3 separate regions of the Mus musculus genome follow, and all the other regions are linked to region 2. The links are chromatin contacts, called in public Hi-C and HiChIP or PLAC-seq maps. All regions are on one chromosome and are shown on one strand. The core of a region is the stretch at or near the end of the contact, and the rest is flanking DNA. Distances in the headings are between cores, read along the strand shown.

The links. A called contact is a pair of places that touch in the nucleus more often than the background predicts. HiChIP or PLAC-seq counts read pairs in DNA pulled down with a chosen protein or histone mark.
Region 1: a contact with region 2 is called in a Hi-C map of pancreatic cancer cells, with 2.3 times the contacts expected there. The contact joins two enhancer-like sites. A contact is called at or near these places in 1 of 15 datasets of contacts at CTCF or cohesin (the NIH/3T3 cell line), 3 of 484 Hi-C or Micro-C datasets (adipose-derived mesenchymal stem cells, nephron progenitors and pancreatic cancer cells) and 2 of 115 datasets of contacts at active chromatin or transcription factors (the NIH/3T3 cell line and pancreatic cancer cells).
Region 3: a contact with region 2 is called in a FOXA1 HiChIP or PLAC-seq map of pancreatic cancer cells. The contact joins two enhancer-like sites. A contact is called at or near these places in 1 of 484 Hi-C or Micro-C datasets (nephron progenitors) and 2 of 115 datasets of contacts at active chromatin or transcription factors (bone marrow-derived dendritic cells and pancreatic cancer cells).

The regions. Positions count from the first base shown.
Region 1 is chr17:62,685,580-62,689,454 of GRCm38.p6, reverse strand. All of the region lies in intron 1 of Efna5 (ephrin A5), which reads left to right. Among named protein-coding and RNA genes, the nearest start is that of Gm52303, 91 kb to the left of the region's middle. Within about 2 kb of position 1,839, at least 90 of the 459 cell types and tissues checked have an H3K27ac peak or open chromatin away from gene starts, as enhancers often do. A contact at or near this core is called in the NIH/3T3 cell line and pancreatic cancer cells, where this site is marked.
Region 2 is chr17:62,502,745-62,506,497 of GRCm38.p6, reverse strand. No RefSeq gene overlaps it. Among named protein-coding and RNA genes, the nearest start is that of Gm25800, 48 kb to the right of the region's middle. Within about 2 kb of position 1,662, at least 32 of the 459 cell types and tissues checked have an H3K27ac peak or open chromatin away from gene starts, as enhancers often do. A contact at or near this core is called in the NIH/3T3 cell line and pancreatic cancer cells, where this site is marked.
Region 3 is chr17:62,755,688-62,759,313 of GRCm38.p6, reverse strand. The region is part of intron 1 of Efna5 (ephrin A5); the gene reads left to right. Among named protein-coding and RNA genes, the nearest start is that of Gm52303, 21 kb to the left of the region's middle. Within about 2 kb of position 2,138, at least 15 of the 459 cell types and tissues checked have an H3K27ac peak or open chromatin away from gene starts, as enhancers often do. A contact at or near this core is called in pancreatic cancer cells, where this site is marked.

The DNA of each region.
Region 1 (3,875 bases), core at 590-3,089, 180 kb before region 2:
TGATTTCTCTTCCTTTTTAAAAATTGTGATCCCGAATTTCTCAACACACTTTAAGCCCTGTTTTACATAATGCTGCTTTCGGAAAAGGAAGTCCCATGGCTTTGCATGCTATCAGTTCTGCAGAGACACAGGAGTGGTATTGAGTGTTAAATGAAGCATGCATAGATCATGAGTAGAGAAGAATATGCACTGCATTTGAAAGTCGGGGCTCAAATGTCATATTCCTATAGCTGTAAAGGGATTATAAACTCACTGAAGAAACAAAATCCTAGTACGTTTTTAATATCTATATTACCTTTAATGGATCCTATTCAGCCTCCTTGCCAAGGGACAGGAGCTTGGGTAGGGAGTCTCTGGCTTCTCTTGCTTCTGCCTGGGAAAGATACCATGTGAAGTCGCCTTGCCCTGCATCTGGACTTTGCTGTCGAAACACTCAGCCTTGCCTCTTCCTACACTTCCTACAGAATCTGACTGGATCTTACATTTGGCTTGTGGCTCACGGAGGTACATGGGTGAATAAAGCTGTCCAAGATGTCTGTCTGTGATTGTCAGGGTTGTCCTTGCTTGCATGTACCACTTGTGTCGGAGTTTACCTAACTGACTTATTTCAAATAGATACTAATAATGTTTACCTAGTATTTCTTTCATAGAAACCTAGAATCCTTTATTATTATTACACACACACACATACATGCTGTCAGCTGGAAACATAGAGGAGTCTGATTTTTTTTTTTCTTCCTTCCGCCATGTGAGTCCTAAGAATCAAGTTCAGGCTGTCAGCCTTGGTAGTAAACACATTTACTCCCAGAGCCATCTTGTAATCCTTGGGTCCCCTGGAACTGGAGTTATAGATATTTGTAAGTTGCCATGTGTGATATATATATGAAACAGAACCTGGGTGCTCTGGAAGAGCCCTTAACCACTGAGCCCTCTCTCCAGCCTTATTCATGAAGGTTTTTAAGCCTTCTCAGTATGTTATTTTGCCATGAATAAAATCCTGCCAAAATAACCCATCAGGTCTCTGATTTTGGTGCTTCCTGTCTCTATCGGTCAATGTTAGAGAGGTGTCGGAGACCTATCGGCACCATGCTGAGGCCACTGGAAAGAGGACCCAAGGGGACTCATATCATGGTGGTGATTCGTTGTTCATGAACGTTGTGTTTATGTAGAGCCTATAGTTCTAAAGGGATAGGGCATCCTCCTCCCACATCCTGCTTTAGGGACAAGGTTTGGTAGGTGCCGAGAAAGCCCTCTCCACTGGTGGGACTCTCTCAAATTTGACCATTATAATCATTCCTTTAGATTTATATTTCGATTTTGTTCAGTAATTACCTATTTAAATGTAAATTACTCTGTAACCTTTTAGTGGTCTCCCAAAGATTGCTTTTCCTTCTGAGGGGGGACTAAAGTTCCACCAAAGAACACAGACTAGAAATACTTACGGAACATTACACTCCCCTCCGTGAGCTTAAAGAGACAGTGTCTTAGCCTAGGATAGCCCCTCTTCTATCCTTTTCTTCATACATTTTCTACAACACTGACATCAAATCTTAACAGAGAAGACTCTCTGTTGCTTACCAAACTCACCACGCTAGCACACCCTTGGCTCTTTGTAAGCCAACTGATCTCTTCCAGAGAGCAAGGGATTTGTGCAAGGACAGAAAAGCAAGCAAGCATCAGAGACTACGGCAGGAAACAGGAAAGCAATCCTAAGTTTCTGTAAGATGATTGCACAAGAATACTCCTTATGCAACAGAGCTGGGAGAGGTACACATTCCATCTCCTCAAATTTGGCCCAGTGACACCTGCCTTGTTCCCGTACAAGTGAGTCATTCAAACAGGCAGACAGGAAGCTGGTTGAGGTGTGGACGCTGAAAATGGAATTTGAAAGAGAAAGTAGTTCTATCTCCCCCAGCCCAGTCTCCAGTTCTTGTTGAGCTGTCTCTCTCCCGACCTAGCTGGCTGCTGAGAATATGTAGGCGGGGAGGATAAAGTATTATCTCTCTACAAAGCATGGAACTGACTCAGCGTTTAATACCTGCACCTTTGACACAGATTACAGCTTAGCACAATTTATGACCTTCCATTGTTTCTAGATCCACAGCGAGGCTTAGAGTGCATGCAGCATTCATTGTCGGGCCAGAAATAATAAACTCTTCATTCCTCCCCCTCTCCTTTTGTTGTTGTTGTTGTTTGCTTGTTGGCTGGTTTGCTTTCATTTGCAGAGACTGCACTTCCCTGACTGTCCTGGAACTTGCTCTGTAGACCAGGCTGACCTCGAAATCAAAAATCCTCCTGCCTCTACCTCCAGAGTGCTGAGATTAAAAACCTATGCCACCACTACCTGGCTTTTTTTTTTTTTCCTTCAATTTTTAAAATTTTAAGATATAGTTATATTGTTGCCGCTTTCTCTTTCTCCCTCTAACCTTTCCCATGCTCCATGCCATTGCTCCTCTATACCTCTCTCTCCTTCTCTCCCCTTCTCCCCTCTTCCACCGAGTGTACACACACACACACACACACACACATACACACACACACACATTTTGTTTGCAATACTGAACTCAGACCTACCACATGCCAGGGGATCACTCTGCCACTGAGCATTCCTAGCTACCATTTTTATTTATTGATTTTGCCATATATATATATATATATACATATATATAGTGTGTGTGCGTGCGTGTGTGTATGTGTTTGCATGTGTATGTGTGTATATGTATAACACACACATATACATACACACACACATTACACTTAGGCACACAACTGTGAGGAGTACGTGTGTGTGTGTATGTGTGTGTGTCTGCTTGTGCTATATAGATACAACTTACTGAGCTGAGACCATTAGTGTTACTTATATGTATATGATTTCAGGACTGACCACTTGGTGTTGGATAACCGATTGGGGATCTCTTCTGGGGGGAAGACTCTCTTCTGTTCCCAGCATTCCTTAGTTGCCTGTAATTGTTTCTCTAGGGGTGGGGTCCCACGACAAGTGTTATCATACCCAATAGGTGTGTTAGCATACCTATTGGTATCACTGTTGTAGCAGCCATACAGGTGAGAATATCATTCCTTTTCATTTAAGATGTTCAGTTCTGTCTTAATAGATTGTGTGTATCGTTTTTGTTACCTTTTCTTGATGTTCCCACCTTTCCTGTGTATGTGTGTGTGTGTGTGTGTGATATGCGCTCATACATGTGTGTCTGTTTGCATATGTGAGTACCCATGCACGTGTGCTTGCTTTCGAAGGTTAGAGGTTAACAGTGGGTGTCTCTCTCCAGGTTCTTCGGATGAACGGGCTCTCACTGTAGCCAGAGTGCTAATCCAGCCAGCCAGTTTGCCCTGGACATCTCCTGTCTCTGCTCTTGTATCATAGGCAGGATGTCATGTCTGCTGTCTTCCTTGTGGGTTCTGGACTTCAGTAGAAGATGCTGTATCCTTGAGGCTTCACCCATGCCCCTGACTGTTTTGTTTTGAAGCAGCTAAGCAGCTATCCAAGACTCAGTTGTTCCTATGAATTTTCTTCTAATGTATTACGTGTAAGCTGTGACAGAACAGGATATAGGGGACAAGAGGAAATGACATCCGCTGGTCCTCTCAGGCGACCTTCAGCCATTTTCTTAAGAGGCTTCAATGTTGGTGGTGTTAGCTCTCTCTGAGTACCCAAGGAACGATGGCCTCAGGAGAGACTTAGAAAGAAGTGGAGGTGAAATCTGGGTAGTGAAAATCATAATTTGGGTCATATTTCGAAACTACAAAGCTCTGTCTGCCATCTCTGTTGGTGACCATTGGCCTAAGGAAAAGCAGTGGTTTGGAAACTTCCTCTGAATTGTTTTGCTTCAGGAAAAAAAAAAAAAAAGAACCTCGCA
Region 2 (3,753 bases), core at 413-2,912:
CCCTGTGAGAGGGTCAGTCTACCCTAAAGGGGTCATGACCCACAGATTGAGAGCCACCACACGGAGCCTAACTACAAAAGTAGGCTGGAAGCGAGTCTGCAGAGGGAGAGAGCTGAGTAGTCGAAACTTTGTAAGGCACTGTAAGGACTCTGAACTGTGTTCTAGGTTCAAGGAAGGGATCTGAGAAGAGCCAGTGGCGTGTGGTTTCGCTCAGAAAGGTCTCCTTGGCGCCACATAATGAATAGGAAGGAAAAGACACAAAGGTGCTGTATACTGAGGATGCCAGGCAAGACAAGAGACAGTAACTTCAAAGAGAGTGATGGGAAAGATGGGTATATTGTTTCTTACACTTTGTCTTGTTTATTAATTCCTTCATTTCTTCACTGGATTGACACCCAGTGCTGGAAATCCTAAGTGTGTACCACCACACTGAGATTTTCGTATTTTAATTTTCTGAAAACTTATCTTCACATATGAATATTCAGGTGGGGTCTATTATTTTCTTTCTGTTTTTTGTTTTTCAATCTAGCTTGTATTTTAGGACATGTTAGATAAAAATTTCTGTGTGCCTCTGTAGAGAAAAAAAAAAAGAGATGGGAAGGCTTGCTGTGGGAGGAATTGGGAAAAAAGGAAGTCTTTGAAGATCACAGTTGGAGTTACATGATTCCCTTGTTATGTTCTCTTACTGGCTCTCTGCCCATGGAGTCCTTCCTCTCTCACACCGTTGCCTGGTTCTTTTAAGTGCTATACGGTGGTACCAGCAAGTCTGGACTGCCAGGTGTGTTGGCCCAGGCAGAGGACGCTGGTTAAAGGTTAGTCCTTTGCAGGGCTTTAGTACTTCTTCCTCTTCAGGGCTCCTATTGGTTAGAGTTTCTGCCTGGCACCCTGTTCCTGTGGCCAACTCTGCTCAGAACCTGAGGGAATCCATTCACCATCTCTGAGGTCTTTGGTGCAGCATACTTCTTGGGATCTCAGCTCTTTTCCGTGTGTGTGTGTCTGTAAGCGTGTGCATGCATGCTTGAAATTCTTGCTTGAGTTGCCACTTCCTCTAAAAATTCAGAATTCTGTGCAGGGACCCACTTCCACACATTTGCTTTTCTAGGCTATTCTCTTTTGTATGCTTAGAGACTCATAGACATCTTTCCCCAGGTTCTGGAATTTCAAAATAGTTCATTATAGATACCTTTTCCTTTTCTAAATCTGCTTTGTTAAAGAACAGGGGTGGGGAGTCGGTGAGGTAGTGGGTGAGGGAGAGAGAATAAGATATGAAGTTTAGTTTTCCTTAGAGCCTCCTCCAGTGTCTCCACCTCAGTCCCTTTATAGGGTGCTGTAATAGGTGATAATGTGCTAAAAGCAGTGTCTGTTAGGATCCAGGAAGTCCTCATTGTCTTCAATTATAATCGTTAAGATTCTAAACCCCCCAGACACATTTAAAGCTGAAATCTAAGCCTCTGTCTGGGACCGCTCTTCAATCATATTTATTTTCTGGTGAGAGTAATATTTTTCTTTGGCAGATAGTTTTTCAAACTAGAGCTACGCAATGCTAGCCCTGGAAGTAACTTCAAGAGATGATTTTACATTCTTAACTCTATTGTTGAGAAGCCCCGTGGGGTGAGTCAGACCTACTGGCCTGAGTCATCTGGTGATTTAGTAGTGATCACTAGAACCTTTCTGTTAAAGGCCATGGTTTTCATGACCCTCTACTTCTCTGCTGGAAGTCACACACCGGGACGAAGACACTGTGTGCTCATTGCTCCTGTCAATCATTCAACAAATATTATTGAACACCTACGTAAGGAATGTGAGGTGCTGGCACATGACTAATCCATATAAACAGCATGATTGAGATGCAAGCTGGGTATTCATTTCTGTTCACCTCTTCTAGTATTCAAGTCCTTTTCCTAGGAACTGAATAAAGGAAAAAAAAAAAAACAAAAACAAAACAAGGAAACAAAATTAGTTCCTGGGTTGTTTATGTAAATGTTTTGCTATGAGAAGAGACAGGTTAAGCTTTTTTTTTTTTTTTTTTTTTTTTAAAGATTGGAATTAAGGCTACGATTAGAATGTGTTGGATGCAAAGTTTGAGGAGTTTAGATTTAGCAATAAATTGCCCAGATGTTAATTTTCTCTAAACACTCTTATTAGTCTGTGTGCTCCTTTGTTTCACAGTTAGCTTATCAGTGTAGCTTGAAAACGATAGTCACTGTGGGTACCGTCGTCGGAAACTGCAAATGAACCTCACTGGGGCCACTAGAAAGAGAGTTGATCTCTCAGCAGTCTCTTCCTTCCTTCCAACCCCTTAGGTTTAGCTTTCGGTGGCCATTTTTTAAATAGCAAGTCTCTGAGATAACAGAGTTTGGCAGGTATCGCGAAGGCAGGAGAGATAGCACCAAGACCGTAAGCCCGGGTCAAATGAATCTTCATCCATCTGGAGATAAGAATCAGGATGGGGTGTTGAAAGGGCCCGAGTCAGGAGTCAGACTGCTTTGACATCACTGTTGACCCCCAGGCTGCTATCTACCCCAAGGACCCACTTCACTCACCTTTAAAACACAGATGGAACTTCTGCCCTGCCCATAGCACAGTGTTCTGATCAAATGAGATCAATGCAAAAGCTTTGGGTCCTGGAAACCCCTGGGAAATGAAAGCAGTCTTCTTCCAAACATACAGACCTTTTCCAGGAACAAGTATTTACTCTGACAGATTAGCATTTTACTCCCTTTCTGTGTGTTGGGACTTTGTTGAAAGCGTTGTCCTTGACACTTGCAGGAGATGGGTTCGTGGCTGGTGGAAGGAACTGGAACGGCTTCTCCTGTCCCTTCATTAGCTCCAGGCACAGGACTGAATTGTTTTACGGAATCTCAGTTTGATTGACATGCGGGAGCAGCAGTTTTAGCACGCCCACCAGAGACCTCCTGTTCCCAAGGAATCATGGGAGTACTATTCCGTCAACCCAAGATGCGGTTTTTCTGAGCGGTGTCTGCAATGTTGCCTCGTGCTGACCAATACCAACCTGTGTTACACTGATACCGACACCGGTTACATTTGTGTCTTGCGGGTACTGAATGCTCTGTCGTGTGGTGGCAGAACCAAGTAAAGTGTCTTTCTCAACGCCAATTCATCCCTGATTCATTGGACACGTACTTGTTGAGTTGGCACTAGGCTAGGAACTGGAACTAGAAGCCAATGTGCCAGGGACAATCAAGGTCACGGAATGATTACACCTCATCGTGGTCAAGCTGTGCCTGTCCGTAGTTAAAGCTATTCTGGTTCTTTTCATAGTCATGATCTCCTTTCCTGGCAACAGCAGAAATCTGGTCTCAGAGACAGCACAGCTGGAAGACAGTGGCTGCTTTGGGGAAATACTTTCACCCTCATTGCACTCTGACTCTTTTCTTTCTATTCATTCTTGGAGAATTTTGCACACATAGTCTTCCTTCCTCTCACTTCTCTTAGATCTACCCTTGGTTCCCTGCCCACCTAACTTTGTATTTTCTCTCTTTTACCCCCACCCCCCCCCCTTCCACCAGCCATCAAGTTCAATTTTGTGCTGCCCATATATTTTTGGGTGTGTGACCTCCTCCTGACTGACTTAGCATGACTTGCTGTTCCTTTTCAGCAGCTCTCACTTCGCAATACCTCCCCAGCTAGCGTGGGACTCACGTCCACCTCCTGTCTCCATTCTGGCATTCGCACTGACTTAGAGATGCTTGAACGTGCTGCCACAGCTGATGTGACTTCATAAGTGCCTTG
Region 3 (3,626 bases), core at 889-3,388, 250 kb before region 2:
ACACAGGGAGGTCAAAACAAGCTTGCGGGAGCTTTCTAAGACCCTGTTGCAACATAGAAAGGATGTATCTCCGTAAAAGGGTACTCGTACAGTTAGCATGCCTTAGGCTCTAGGTTCAGTCCTGAGTACGAGGGGGACAAAGGAAAAAAATTAAGATGTGTGTTTGCTGCCCTCAAGGCCGTGGCGAGGCATGTAAATTCCATGTGACATGCTGAGTGCTGTAGCTGGGTCAATTCAGGATCACATTGGACAAGCAGCTGTTCTGGAGCAGCCTGGGCTGTTTATGTCTCTTCGTATTGTTCAAGTCAAAGAGGCACTGAAGTAATTTTTGGGAGCTCGCAACACTGCCATGTTGGCCGTTGAGTAATAGGAAGCTCAGGGTCATATTTTTATTTCTGGGCAGAGTAGCTCTGATTCCGTCTTGCTTCTCATCCTCTAGTAACACTGCGGTTCTGTCTGGTCCCCAGGTGTTCAGGGACATTACACACTCTGGGTGACAGCTCTGGATGTTTTGAACATGGACCCAGAAGAGATTTGAAAGCTCTGTTGAGCTGAGCCCAGCATCTCTTTGGAGTGTTTTAAGTAGCAAACGCCACACACCTCACACACTGACTGGGAGCTGGCTGTCTCAGAACTGATTGAGCCCCAGCAAGTGCTCTTGGGGAGGGCGATCCTGATTGCCCATTTTCTCTGTTTCCTAAAGGGTCTTAATTGCTTTCGTAAGAGGCCTCTATTCAACGCCGCCTCCCTCCTACCACAGGTGATTCACTCAGTAACAAGGGTTAGATTACCCAGATGTCAGGACCCCCACAGATATAATGGACTTCTCTCCAGGGGCCACCTGACAACCCTCTCTCTCTGTCATACACCTTTACTGCCCAGAAGCCCAGCCTCTTGGATGAGACCCCAGATCACTACCCTAGAAGGGAGTAAAGGGGATACTGCGTTTTTTATAGCTCTGCGTTTTTTGATTTTACATTTAAAAAAAAATTCAGAGTCTGTAGGATGTGTGGGATGCTCGTATGTTAGGTATTCTTAGACCCATTTTAAAACATTAAATATTAAAATAGACACAGGATAGTGTCACCAAGATTGATATTTAGGGTATCGCAGGTAGAATTGTAATTTACATCTTGGCTTAATGGAGTCTGAGGAAAGGAGGTTAAAGTTAGGCATATTCTTCTCTTTGTTATTCTTTCTGCTACTCTGGGATTTTCTTTAAAGTCGAGATGGCTTTGGAAAATTGTATATTCTCTATTTAAAGTTTATTTGATCATAGCACCTCCATGACAATAGTAAGTAAATAGAAAACAGCCAAATTAAAAAGAACGGAGAAAATAAAGCATTTAAATAGCTTGCCCTTACCCAGTTGTTCTTTCTGTGATTTATTCCCCCCCTGAGTGAAGAAAATAACTTCCCCCTCATTTCCATCAAGTCGTGAGGATAAAGGTAGGGGTAGAAAAGCATTGTCATATTTGAAAAAAGAAATGATTGACAGTGTCACTTAAATTCAAATGTCTCCTTAAAATAAATATAAAAAGGCCTTTGAAGGAGTTGCTTTGAAAATCCTTTAAAAAAAAAAGAAAAAAGAAAGAAAAAAGTGGAGTCCTCAACTTTTCTTCCTTCCTACTTTCTTTGACTGCTGACAGAGTTTAGCTCCCACCAGAGTGGAGGGTCTCTGGGAATGTCCATCCTATGTAGATCAATGACGTGCAGCCGGCCCACAGCCTTGTCCAGGTGGAGACTGAAGCATGTAGGTCTTTCCACACTGGGCCGCTTCCTCTTCTTGGGGTCACTGGGTTGTGCTGATAGACTGTGGGTCCTAAGTAGGGCCCCAGGCTGTCATTTTTATTTTAGCCCATGCCTTTCCACATATTTTAGCTTAGAACAAGTAAGCCTGTATGCTGCCGGTTGAGGTAAGACAAGCCTTTTTTACTTCCTCTCTGGCGATTAAAAATACCTCCCATAATCACACTGATACTACAACTGAGATTAGATACACTTTCCTAACCAGGCATTGTGAAAGTTGCCAGGGTTTCTTGGTACTTGGTGTTGTAAGATGCCAGCCCAGAGGCCTGCGTCAGGATGGCTGATAGTAAGGTAGATAGATAGTTTTCCCACCCCTGGGGCACACATGAGTCACCTTAAAGTAGATAGATAGTTTTCCCACCCCAGGGCACACATGAGTCACCTTGGCCTGTGGAGAAGGCATGGCCTTCTTCACAGCCTTTCCCACCCTGTTCATATAGACACTGCAGATTTAATAAGCCCAGGGCGTTATATCTGCACCCTCTGCAGAAGCCACCGTTCTTGTTGCTGTGCCTGGGAGTCTGATGTCACTGTATCTGCAAAGGACAGACCTTGGATCTATCTTTTCTTCTCCATCTTGTACTAATTTGATACTCGCTGTACTGTTCCTGTCCCTGGGGAATCCTAGCTGTGCCCACAGGACCAGAGCAAATAGGGCTAGACCAGAAAGGACTTTATGCCCTCTCTGGCAATGTCCTTTCAGTATGGCATCAGAGAAACAAAGCCTGAGTCTGAGACTTTCGACTTTTTATTTTTTATTTATTTTTTTTGTAAACAGCCTCTTAATACTAAGCATTTCAAAAAATAGACAAGGAAAACATGCTATCATATGTATGTTTCCTCCTCAAACTAGGACCCATATTAACTCTGAACCCATTGAAACTAGCAGGGTTGCAGATCATTAGATTTTAACGAAATGTCAGTATTTTCCTCCAAAGTTAACTTTTCTTGAATAGTTTCCATGTTAACTTTTTCTAAACACATTGCTTCTATTGAGAAGCAATGCTCAGTAACTTGTAGCCGTTAAATGGCTATTTACTCTTTACCAAGTACTTAAAAGGTAAACAATAATTTAAGAATCTTACTATACTTGTATAGCAAAGAAATTAATGTTCTTTGAGACAGGGTTTTTCTGTGTGGCCCTGGCTATACTAGAACTCACTCTGTAGACGAGGCTGTCTTTGAACTCAAGAGTTCCACCTGCCTCTGCCTCCTAAGTACTGGGATAAAAGGTGTGTGCTACCACTGTCCAGCTGTCCTAAAGTATAACTCATGTCTTTCCCTACCCTCTTATCAAGTACAGTGTCCTTAGCATCTAAGGAAATAGATTCTACCTTCTTCGTACCCTTCACTGACTGGACCTGATGTTGAAGTGTGTCTGCCTTATCCTGGCATTTGTGTGTGCACAAGCATGAAATTTGCCTGCCAGGCAAAAAAGCCCACTACCCTCTGTCTATGAGCCACATCTCATGTCAGTGCCATACTAGGAACTGATAGTAACTGTAATCTAGCTTATTTTGTATTACTCATAAATACTGTCGGAGCATTGTGCTTTCATTGCCACTTTTAGAGATATAGATGTCGATTACATTTTCTGATCTTAAAATTCATCACTTGTAACCTGTGTGTAGCAGTCTATATTTGGTTGTGAGCCTAGCCTTTAACAGCAGAGCCAGCTCTCCAGCCCTATTTATAGCATTGTAATGTGTTAAAGTAAAATACTGACTCATAGATGATTGCTATTAGTGCTTTCTTGCTTCAACTTTCAATATTTTTTTCTATGTACATGTAAGAGCTGTGGTTTATTGCATAATTTT